2 separate regions of the Rattus norvegicus genome follow, and region 2 is linked to region 1. A link is a contact called in public Hi-C data. All regions are on one chromosome and are shown on one strand. Each heading gives the region's core, a stretch centred on a gene start, on an enhancer-like site or on the middle of the called end of the contact. The rest is flanking DNA. Distances are from core to core; before and after follow the strand shown. Region 1 overlaps Esyt2 (extended synaptotagmin 2). Region 2 overlaps Ncapg2 (non-SMC condensin II complex, subunit G2).

Evidence for each region. Hi-C and Micro-C count contacts between places; a contact is called where the count stands out from the background.
Region 2: a contact with region 1 is called in a Hi-C map of liver, with 2.3 times the contacts expected there. The contact joins two enhancer-like sites. A contact is called at or near these places in 2 of 12 Hi-C or Micro-C datasets (kidney and liver).

Annotation. Positions count from the first base shown.
Region 1 is chr6:143,455,204-143,459,587 of GRCr8, reverse strand. Esyt2 (extended synaptotagmin 2) reads right to left here. Exons shown (of 22, transcript NM_001271169.1): 22 at 3,988-4,384. Among named protein-coding and RNA genes, the nearest start is that of Ncapg2, 29 kb to the left of the region's middle. Within about 2 kb of position 2,572, at least 7 of the 93 cell types and tissues checked have an H3K27ac peak or open chromatin away from gene starts, as enhancers often do. A contact at or near this core is called in liver, where this site is marked.
Region 2 is chr6:143,536,526-143,540,909 of GRCr8, reverse strand. It overlaps Ncapg2 (non-SMC condensin II complex, subunit G2), which reads right to left. Exons shown (of 28, transcript NM_001427667.1): 24 at 3,369-3,509; 25 at 1-32. Among named protein-coding and RNA genes, the nearest start is that of Ptprn2, 44 kb to the left of the region's middle. Within about 2 kb of position 1,824, at least 5 of the 93 cell types and tissues checked have an H3K27ac peak or open chromatin away from gene starts, as enhancers often do. A contact at or near this core is called in liver, where this site is marked.

The DNA of each region.
Region 1 (4,384 bases), core at 1,323-3,822:
TGTCCAGAAATGTTAGGACAGACAATTTTTCTGTCCTAACCAGAATAATAATTTCCCCCCTTTTTCCCACAAATTGTAAATCGTTTTATATACAGTGACAAAATTCATTGTCTCTCACGATTATTGAACCAGGGTAATCAAATGCATTTGTCTGTAGCCAGAGTTAGCTACTTTGTGGGTTCCTCTTTCTTCCACTGTTCTCCACCTCTTTCTTCCACCCTTTCAACCCAACTCTAGATAGGAGAGAAAAAATGATAGAGGAGAAAGAGGGGGTGATATTATCATTAGTTAGTAAACTAACTAATGCTGATTAGAGGTATCAAGTTCCTTGGAGCAAGTTTGATCATCACTGTCAGAACATCTAATTTCTTCTTGTTGTTTTCTTTATGCATGACTACATAACAAACCATGACCAACAGTAACCACCAGCAACCAACCACCACCAACAACCCAACCCACCTCTTGGGGCTCTAGCATTTACATACCCCCCCGAAAAGTCCCCAAAGTTCCAAATGACACACAATTGCAGCAACTACCAGAAAATCACCCAACCCCACCCCTGCTAGAGCACAAGGCAAACAACAGTTAGTTGCTGTGGACAATCTGAAGCAGCCCCATATCCCGTAGCTGGGATTAAAACAAAAACTATTATAGTATTTCTGTGTTTAAAAAAGAAACCAAAATGCCAAAACCATCATTAAATTTGTCTTCTTAAGTTTGTAAAATAGTTTCCAAGATGAATTTTTAGTACTTTCCAAGCTTCTCTGAGAGGATTTAGCAACTGAAGAGGCTTCAGTTAACTGTAGGTGTTGCCAAATTAGAAAGCCTATTCCAGGTATTTAAAAAAAAACCATCCTTGTACTTCGGTTGCAGAGAGACGTAGATATATAGACATACAGAGACCATGCATGTGCCTGTGGAGTTGAGAGGACAACTTGCTAGAGTGTGTTGTCTGAGCATTCTAGAGATTTGATCATTAGTTTTGGCAGCAGGTGCCTTTACCTGCTGAGCTATGTTTTATTCCAGTAGGTTCCTAAATCACATCTCTGGTTCACAAAGAGTTAATGAGTTTCCAGCCTCTCACCTGGCCAGCAAGAGGTCCTTGAGCTATAGATAAAAGAAACCAGTGCTTATTAAAGCACAGAACAGTAAGAAAGAGTTCAAGTTTTCAGAAGCTATCAGTTTCTGGCCCCCAGAACAGTAAGGGAGGGTTACAAGGCCATAGATCATCCAATGCCATGTCTTGCCCAGTACTGTTCTACTGTTCTACCATAAAGGCTGGGGCAAGCCTCTGGCGTGTGTCTGTGTGTGTGTGTGTGTGTGTGTGTGTGTGTGTGTGTGTGTGTGTGTGCGCGCGCGCACACGCACACATACAGATATATACACATACATACATATATACAACAGATACATTTATATGGTGTAGATTCATTGCACAAGTGCATTTCACTCTGACCTCTAAAAACCTACTAGCATACTTTGATAATATTTACCCCTTCCCGTCATTCCATTCTCTCTGGTTCTCTTTGTCTTCCCCAACAATTCCACTTCTTTTTTGTCTTACTTTTTAAAACTTAAGCCTTCTGCACGTGAGAGAAAACACACTATCTTTTGTCTGAGTCTGGCTTATTGTATTCAACATGATGATCTATTTTCTTAAAAGTGCTCTGTTTTCACTCTGCTTTATGGTTGAAAAATATCATATTGTTCTATGTAGAGGAAAAGTGAAATTAGGTTTGCTTTGGCCCCTGCTGATCCTAATTCTCTTCTAAGTGCTCTGGCAGTAACTACAACACTCCCTGCTGGCATCAGGTTCTTCTCAGGGAAGAAAAGGACTCAGATACCCACCTTAGAGGAATGTGGCCAGGTAACAACAAATGTGTGTCAATATGTATGAGGATGTTGGTCACCACAAGTGGTGAAGACCTGCTTCCACTCATTTCTTCGGCTCCAATCAACAAGAAAGATGAGAAGAACCAGACCAGAAACACACAGCTGAGATGGAGCACCAGTGGAATAGGAATATAAAGACTCTAGCTGGACAGAAGTTTGAATAGGCAAAGTAGTATTGTGGCACTGGCAGACCCATGCCCTTGTATGACCAAGGCCTGTGGGCAGGATGGGAAGGCCCATGTAGGATTATGTATCTAAGTGCCTGTGGCTAAGAGCCCAGTGTTCCAGACTTTAGAGTTAGAAACATTTGGAACTCAGGCTGGAGTTGCATTGCTTTTTTTTTTTTTTTTTTAACTACCAGAAGCCCTAACAGCAGCAACAGCAGCAGCGACAGTAGATGGTGTTTGGTAGGTTAAGGCCAGAATAGGCTTTGGGGGGATGTTATCTCAAGATAACTACTGTCTAACAGTTTTCCGGTCTTGGGTCTCTAAGCCATTAGTGATTTTCTGGAACTCACCCAGAGACTAGGGCCTGCAGATTTTTTGTTTGTTTTGGTGTGGGGATGGGGGTGGGGGAGGGTGAGGCAGGGCAGAGAGCCAAAGGTGCAGAGTCCTCACAGCCTGCTAATCTTTTGTCAGCTTTGGCTTTCCCACCTCTTTGATCTTCTCTACTTTGAATATTCCTTGTTGCCTCTATTGCTTCTATTCCCCTTATCTCTGTCCCAGATAGTTTCTGGAACTCTTCAGGCATTCTGTGGTTACGACTCCTATTTCCTCCACCACTGCTACTCTTTATTGCCAATTCAGACATCTCTTTGTGTTACCAGCTCAGTCAAAAGTATTAATGAAGAAGCTCAAAAGTAGGCAAAAAAAAAAAAAAAAATCAACAGACACGGACACCTGTAAATAGGTTTAATGTGTAACAGTGAGAGGTAGCCCAAGAGGATGTCTCCCACCTGACTTGAAAAATGAACTGAACAGCCTGATTATAGAACCAGGAAAAGAGAAAGTGTGGCAACTCATACAAATGAAGAACAGTGTGAGTATCACCCATAGACTTTCTGATGTGCCACCAGGGGAGGTGATCCCCAACCCTGGCCTAGATTTCACTGAGACTTGTGATGGTCATAAAGTTGGACCAACAGAAGCCACAGTCACGTGTGGAACTGGTCTTCTGCAGAGAGCAGCTATGGCTGCAGACAGCTTCTTCACGGCATCTGATGAGTGTTCAAAGCATGCACCTGGCTTGCTGCCGGACTGAGAGTCTCCTGCTCCGGGCAAGTGGAGTCCAGCAAAGGGTCTACCAGCTGTCAAGGATTCATATGTGCCTGGCCCTTGAATACCTTAGCTTATTTAAATGAAAAATGAACATTAAAGCTGGTGCTTAAAATAAAGGTCTGTCATTTATAGTCACAGTGCTTTAACAGCATTTCATATTACTTAACAGTTCCTTACTTTTAACAAATATTGTTGAGGATAGCTGGGTTATTTTATCTATCTCACAAGTTCTGGTATTAAATATGTGGAAAAGGGGTTGGGGATTTAGCTCAGTGGTAGAGTGCTTGCCTAGCAAGCGCAAGGCCCTGGGTTCGGTCCCCAGCTCCGAAAAAAAAAAAGAAAAAAGAAAAAAGAAAAATAAATAAATATGTGGAAAAATACCACTCAAATACTAACTAGTCAGGCATTGTGGTCACAGTGCCATAAAACTAATATAACCATTTACACCCAAACTTTAATACATATGAGAGGAACAGACAAGTGTACAATTGGCACAGCACCTTTTTACTTTTCCTCAATCAGAAACCAAACAATGAAGCCCTTGTTCACACCTTCTATCTCAGCACCTTGTCTGGGGACTTCTTCGAGTTTCAGTCTTACTTATTAGTCTATTTTTCCTACTCAATCATTACCCTTCAAAGAGTCTGTAGCTACATGGAGGAGAGGCAAGTTAGGATGGGAACAAGAGGAATATCAAACCACGTGGACGGTGAAAGATGCACAAACAGCAAGTATACCTGATACGGCATGTGGGCTTTCCAAACTAACTGTTCCCACGCTAGACTTGTTCATTTCGAGAGACAAACAAAAAACATTCTACAAGTACACTAACATAAAAGTTTTATTGAATAAATACATGTGCTGTTATGTAAAATTAAGCAAAAAGGACATTCTATGACTAAAACAAACAAAAAACAAATACCACCCTCTGTGGTCCACCTCTACCATGGGCAATCCAGATGGAACCGGTCGCTGCAGCAGTTGGTACTCTCCGCAGCTGCCTGAGGTTTTTAACTAATCCTAAACACCTCTGCATAGGGACGGCCTGCACAAGACATACAGAGTGCAAAATACAAATGGGGGAAATATGGTTGCAAGGCTGCTTCTGTTTTCATCTGAAACTTGAAAACACCTTTGTACTTTAAGGCACAGGACGAGCCACCACATGAATAAGTTACCAGAGCTGTACTTCAAACCACTAATTTCCCTCATTG
Region 2 (4,384 bases), core at 575-3,074, 82 kb before region 1:
TGTGGTGAAGTCAGCTCTTCTATATCAGAAACCTAGAAATGTTTCAGATCAGTATATCATAAATGATCTAGAATGACAACTTGGTTCACACTGATTTGGGTTTCTTCTACCTGACAAAAGCATTTCAGAAACTCAAAAGAACAAGCTTTATTCACTACAGTTAGTTATGAATGTGGCATTATTTCACCCAAGGACATAGAAATAAAGGATATATCAATCACTTGGCAAGCCCTTTATCAAATGGCCTTTATCTAACTTGGTATCATCTTCTATAAACAATACACTTTATGCTAAGCCACTTTAACCAGTTCTCCTTCTCAGCCCAGATTAGAATTTCAGTCTCAGAATGCTGGTGTTTTGGTCTAAAGTTGCCCTGTGGTACAATGGGCAAGGTAGGGATATACTGTCCAGGCTATGCACTGCAAGATGTGGAACAGCATCCCTGGCCTCTGCTACTTGCTTGACAGAAGATACCTGTAACTAATGGGCTAGGTCCTCATAGGTCACACCCTGGACAACACTACTACCAGTCACATGAGGGTTGACAGGTCATTCACTGTTGAGTAAATTCCTCATGGAAACAGTTCCTGAAGTAATTTGTAGTTCCCACTCCCAGAGGAGGCTTGTGTCTGTTTTCTCCTGTAATAGCTGCAGTATGAACATCTCGCCTTATTTCTTCCTCCCTGTCTTTTGCCTAAGTCTTGCTGTCTTGGGCACATTACATTAAATGATAAGGTTTAGCATCCACCAACCTAAGTGTTGAGAATACATTTATGATACACTGAAAGCACTACTGAGTGAAATAAAGGTAATTTAAAATACAATAACACGTTTAGCCTATGTCAAAATAAAACACCTGACTACAGCAAAGATTCAAGGAAGCTCTAATAAGAAGACTATTACTAGGAGAGTCTTACGAAGTATAAGGTAAGGTGAATTCATTAAGGCACTGTGATGAACCCCAAGACCAGTAGTCCTCAACCTTCCTATAGCTGCTTACAGTTCCTCATGTTGCGGTAACCCCCCAATCAAAAAAAAAATTACTTTCATTGCTACTTCATAACTATAATTTTGCCACTGTTATGAATCATAATGTAAATAACTGTGTTTTCCAATGGTCTTAGGTGACCCCAGTGAAAGAAAGGGTCACTCAACACTCCCAAAGGAATTGTGGCCCACAGGTTGAGAAATAATATTCTAGAGAAACCAAGTAAAAGCCAATCCACAGAAAAGATAAAATGTAGCAATAGAAAAAGCTAGGCATGGTGGCTAATGCCTGTGAGCCAGTACTGCGGAGGCTGAGGCAGGGGTTTATCAAGAGTTCACAGCCAGGATGACCTAAGGTGTGAGTCCCTGTCTTGAATGCTGATGTAATTAAGCTCAACAGATAAACTATAAGCATCCAAATGAAGACACTAGTCAGAGTGAATTTTACAAACTAATTATACGGTATACTCACAACACCTTAACTATGAAGACAGGTCAGAAGTAAAATCTAAAAACAGAGTTCCTATACAAACAAGAAGCATGAGAAGACTAGATTGGCTACAAAACTAACAAAGCAGACTTTGTGAAGCATTATGGAAAACACATTTTCTTAAAGGAGTCAAAAATAGGACATAAAAAGAAACTGTATTCTTTAATGTGTATACCAACCAACCAGGAAGATCCCCAAAGGAAAACTGAAAAGAAAATAAATTAAAAAACAAAACAATCTGCAGTCAAGGAGAGGCCTTCAGAAGACCTGCCAGTCACCAGTGAGTACTCTTGGAAGGGGCAGAGCAGCGCACGTCTAACTAGGAAAGGACACGATCAGCTGCTGCTCTACTTGGCTCACACAGCACAGGGCAGTACAAACAAAATGAGCGAACTGGGCCGAGCCAGGCAGTTCAGGGTCCAGGTCCGTGCAAAGGCCACTAATTCTTTGTAACTTTAGCTGTGCAGCCTTCTGAAGCTAAGTCCTAATCCTAGATTTACTCAGATAACTATAAATTCTAATATATGTTTTAAAACTTGATTAACATCACATTGACATTTTATACAACAAAATTTGTAAGATTAAAATAATCTTTTTGGATTGAAGAAATAGCTCAGTGGTTAGGAGCACTAGTTCCTCCTGCAGAGGACCTAGGTTTGGCTCTTAGCATCATCGTGCTGCTTCAGAAATCATCTGTTGGGGTTGGGAATTTAGCTCAGTAGTGGAGCGCTTGCCTAGCAAGCACAAGGCCCTGGGTTCGGTCCTCAGCTCCGGAAAAAAATAAATAAATAAAATAAAAAATCATCTGTTAACTCCAGTTCCAATGAATCTGATGCCTTCTTTTACCCTCCACAGGCACCAGGCATGTACACACATACATATAAGCAAACACTCACAGACATAAAAACAGAGTAATTTGTATTTAATCATGCTGTATGCTGACATTTTGGCAAGTATTCTGGCAATGCCCCAGAGCTTTATGCCGATGTGCTAGCATCTGTGCAAGCATACTCAGGGAGTGGCGCAATGAGAATCTGCATCTTCATTTCTCAGAATACCCATGGTCAAGCAGTACATGACCATCTCTAAGTACATGCATTCAGTGAGTTAGTTCATTCTCCTCCAAGTCACTACATATGTACATGTGGCGCATCTCAGAGCCCAAGAAGATAAAGACCATACCGCATGCTCTCTATGGTATTCAATCACTTTCTGTGTTAGCTCAAACGATTCCCTGATCAGATCAATCTTTAACCAAAAAGGTTAAATCTGTGTAAATAAGAGTCTTCCATTCACCTTGAACTATGCTAGGAAAACAGATTTCAAAACTTCAAGTTTCTGGAGCTAGAGGGATGGCTTGACTGCTAAGAGAGCTTGTTGTTTTTACAGAATAACACAGGCTTAGGCCCCAGAACCCCAAAAGCACTGACAACAACCTGTATATCCAGTTGTAGAGTATCTGATATCCTCTATGGTCTCTGTGACCACCAGGTATGCATATGAGACACATAAACACATGTGGGTAAAACATCCATACATAATATTCAAGCTTCCTTTGGAGTGAAAAGAAAAAAAGACATGCAGAGATGTAAACCACTGTATACCAATTCAGTCCAGAGTAGTCCTGAACTGTCAGCCCAACTCTCCCTGAGAAACTATGAACTCACTCAAAAGTCTGAGACCCAGCATGATGTCCACATCTTGGAGCCAGACGCATCTCAGTCAGGAGGGACAGTACCCTTAGCATGTGCTCCACAGCTGCCATGTGGATGACAGACAGCCAACGAGCTGAATGGCAAGGAACAGTTCTCACTAAAACTGGAAACACCTAACCAAGTCCTGTAAGCAGAACAGTGAAGAAAACAACAGTGTCACACTGGATAACACTCACCTTCTGTAGCTGGTGACTTATCTCAACCACTGGTGCAGCGATCAGAGTAGAAAGCACAGCGTGATGCACTGCAGTGTCCTGGTGCCAGGACTGGATAGTGGTGATAAATTCATGAAGAGGGGTCTGAACAGAATGAAAGAGCTGCAAGAAATCACATCAGTCACTGTCAGGAGAGCTAAGACTCAGAAAGGAGGAAAGAAAACAAGTACCAGAGATGTGGCTCGCATCTGTATAAACGCAAATCAGGGGGGGTGAGGCAGGAGGACGGAGATGAGTGTGAGGCCAACCTGAGCTACACTGTGAATTCTAGGTCAACCTAAGCTACAGAGTAAGATATTGCCCCCCCGCCCCAAAATAATAATAACAATGGCTGCTGGGTACAGTGGTATATGCCTTGGGAGGCAGAGGCAGGTTGACTTCTGTGATTACAAGGCCAGCCTGCTCTACACAGTGAGTTCAAGGACAGCCAGAGCTCCACAAAGAAAGAACCTCTCTCAAAAACAACAAAGATAAAATAAAACAAACCAATAATATAAAAAAAATATCAACAGTGAAGAGGGAGGGATGACAGGAAAAAGGCAATAATATTAAAATAAAATTATCAGCTTGGGCAGTGCATTCTGAAAAACACTACTCAGTGGACAATGGGAGACTTGGCAGGGACACTGGGCTAAACCACATAAACAATGTGTCAGCAATGTTCACGTCTTTCCATCAGCTAAGGCTAGAATAAAATTGAAACTCTTTAGTATTTCATAAACATTTAAACATTTCTTAAATTATAACAATAACAGTTTACTGATAGAAAAATAACAATATAATTTATTCAGGAACTGGCTTTGTACTGTTTTAAGGATAGGTCTATTCCTTTGATATTTTAGGACCTGCCTCTTCAGTCACCTCAGTCTATGAGCTTTCCACCATCAACAGAAAGCCACGGTCCTTTCAGGATGTTTCTAAAGGAGACATGACAGGTGGCGGGAGTTAGCATTCTCCCAGGCGGTCACTGTTTCTGT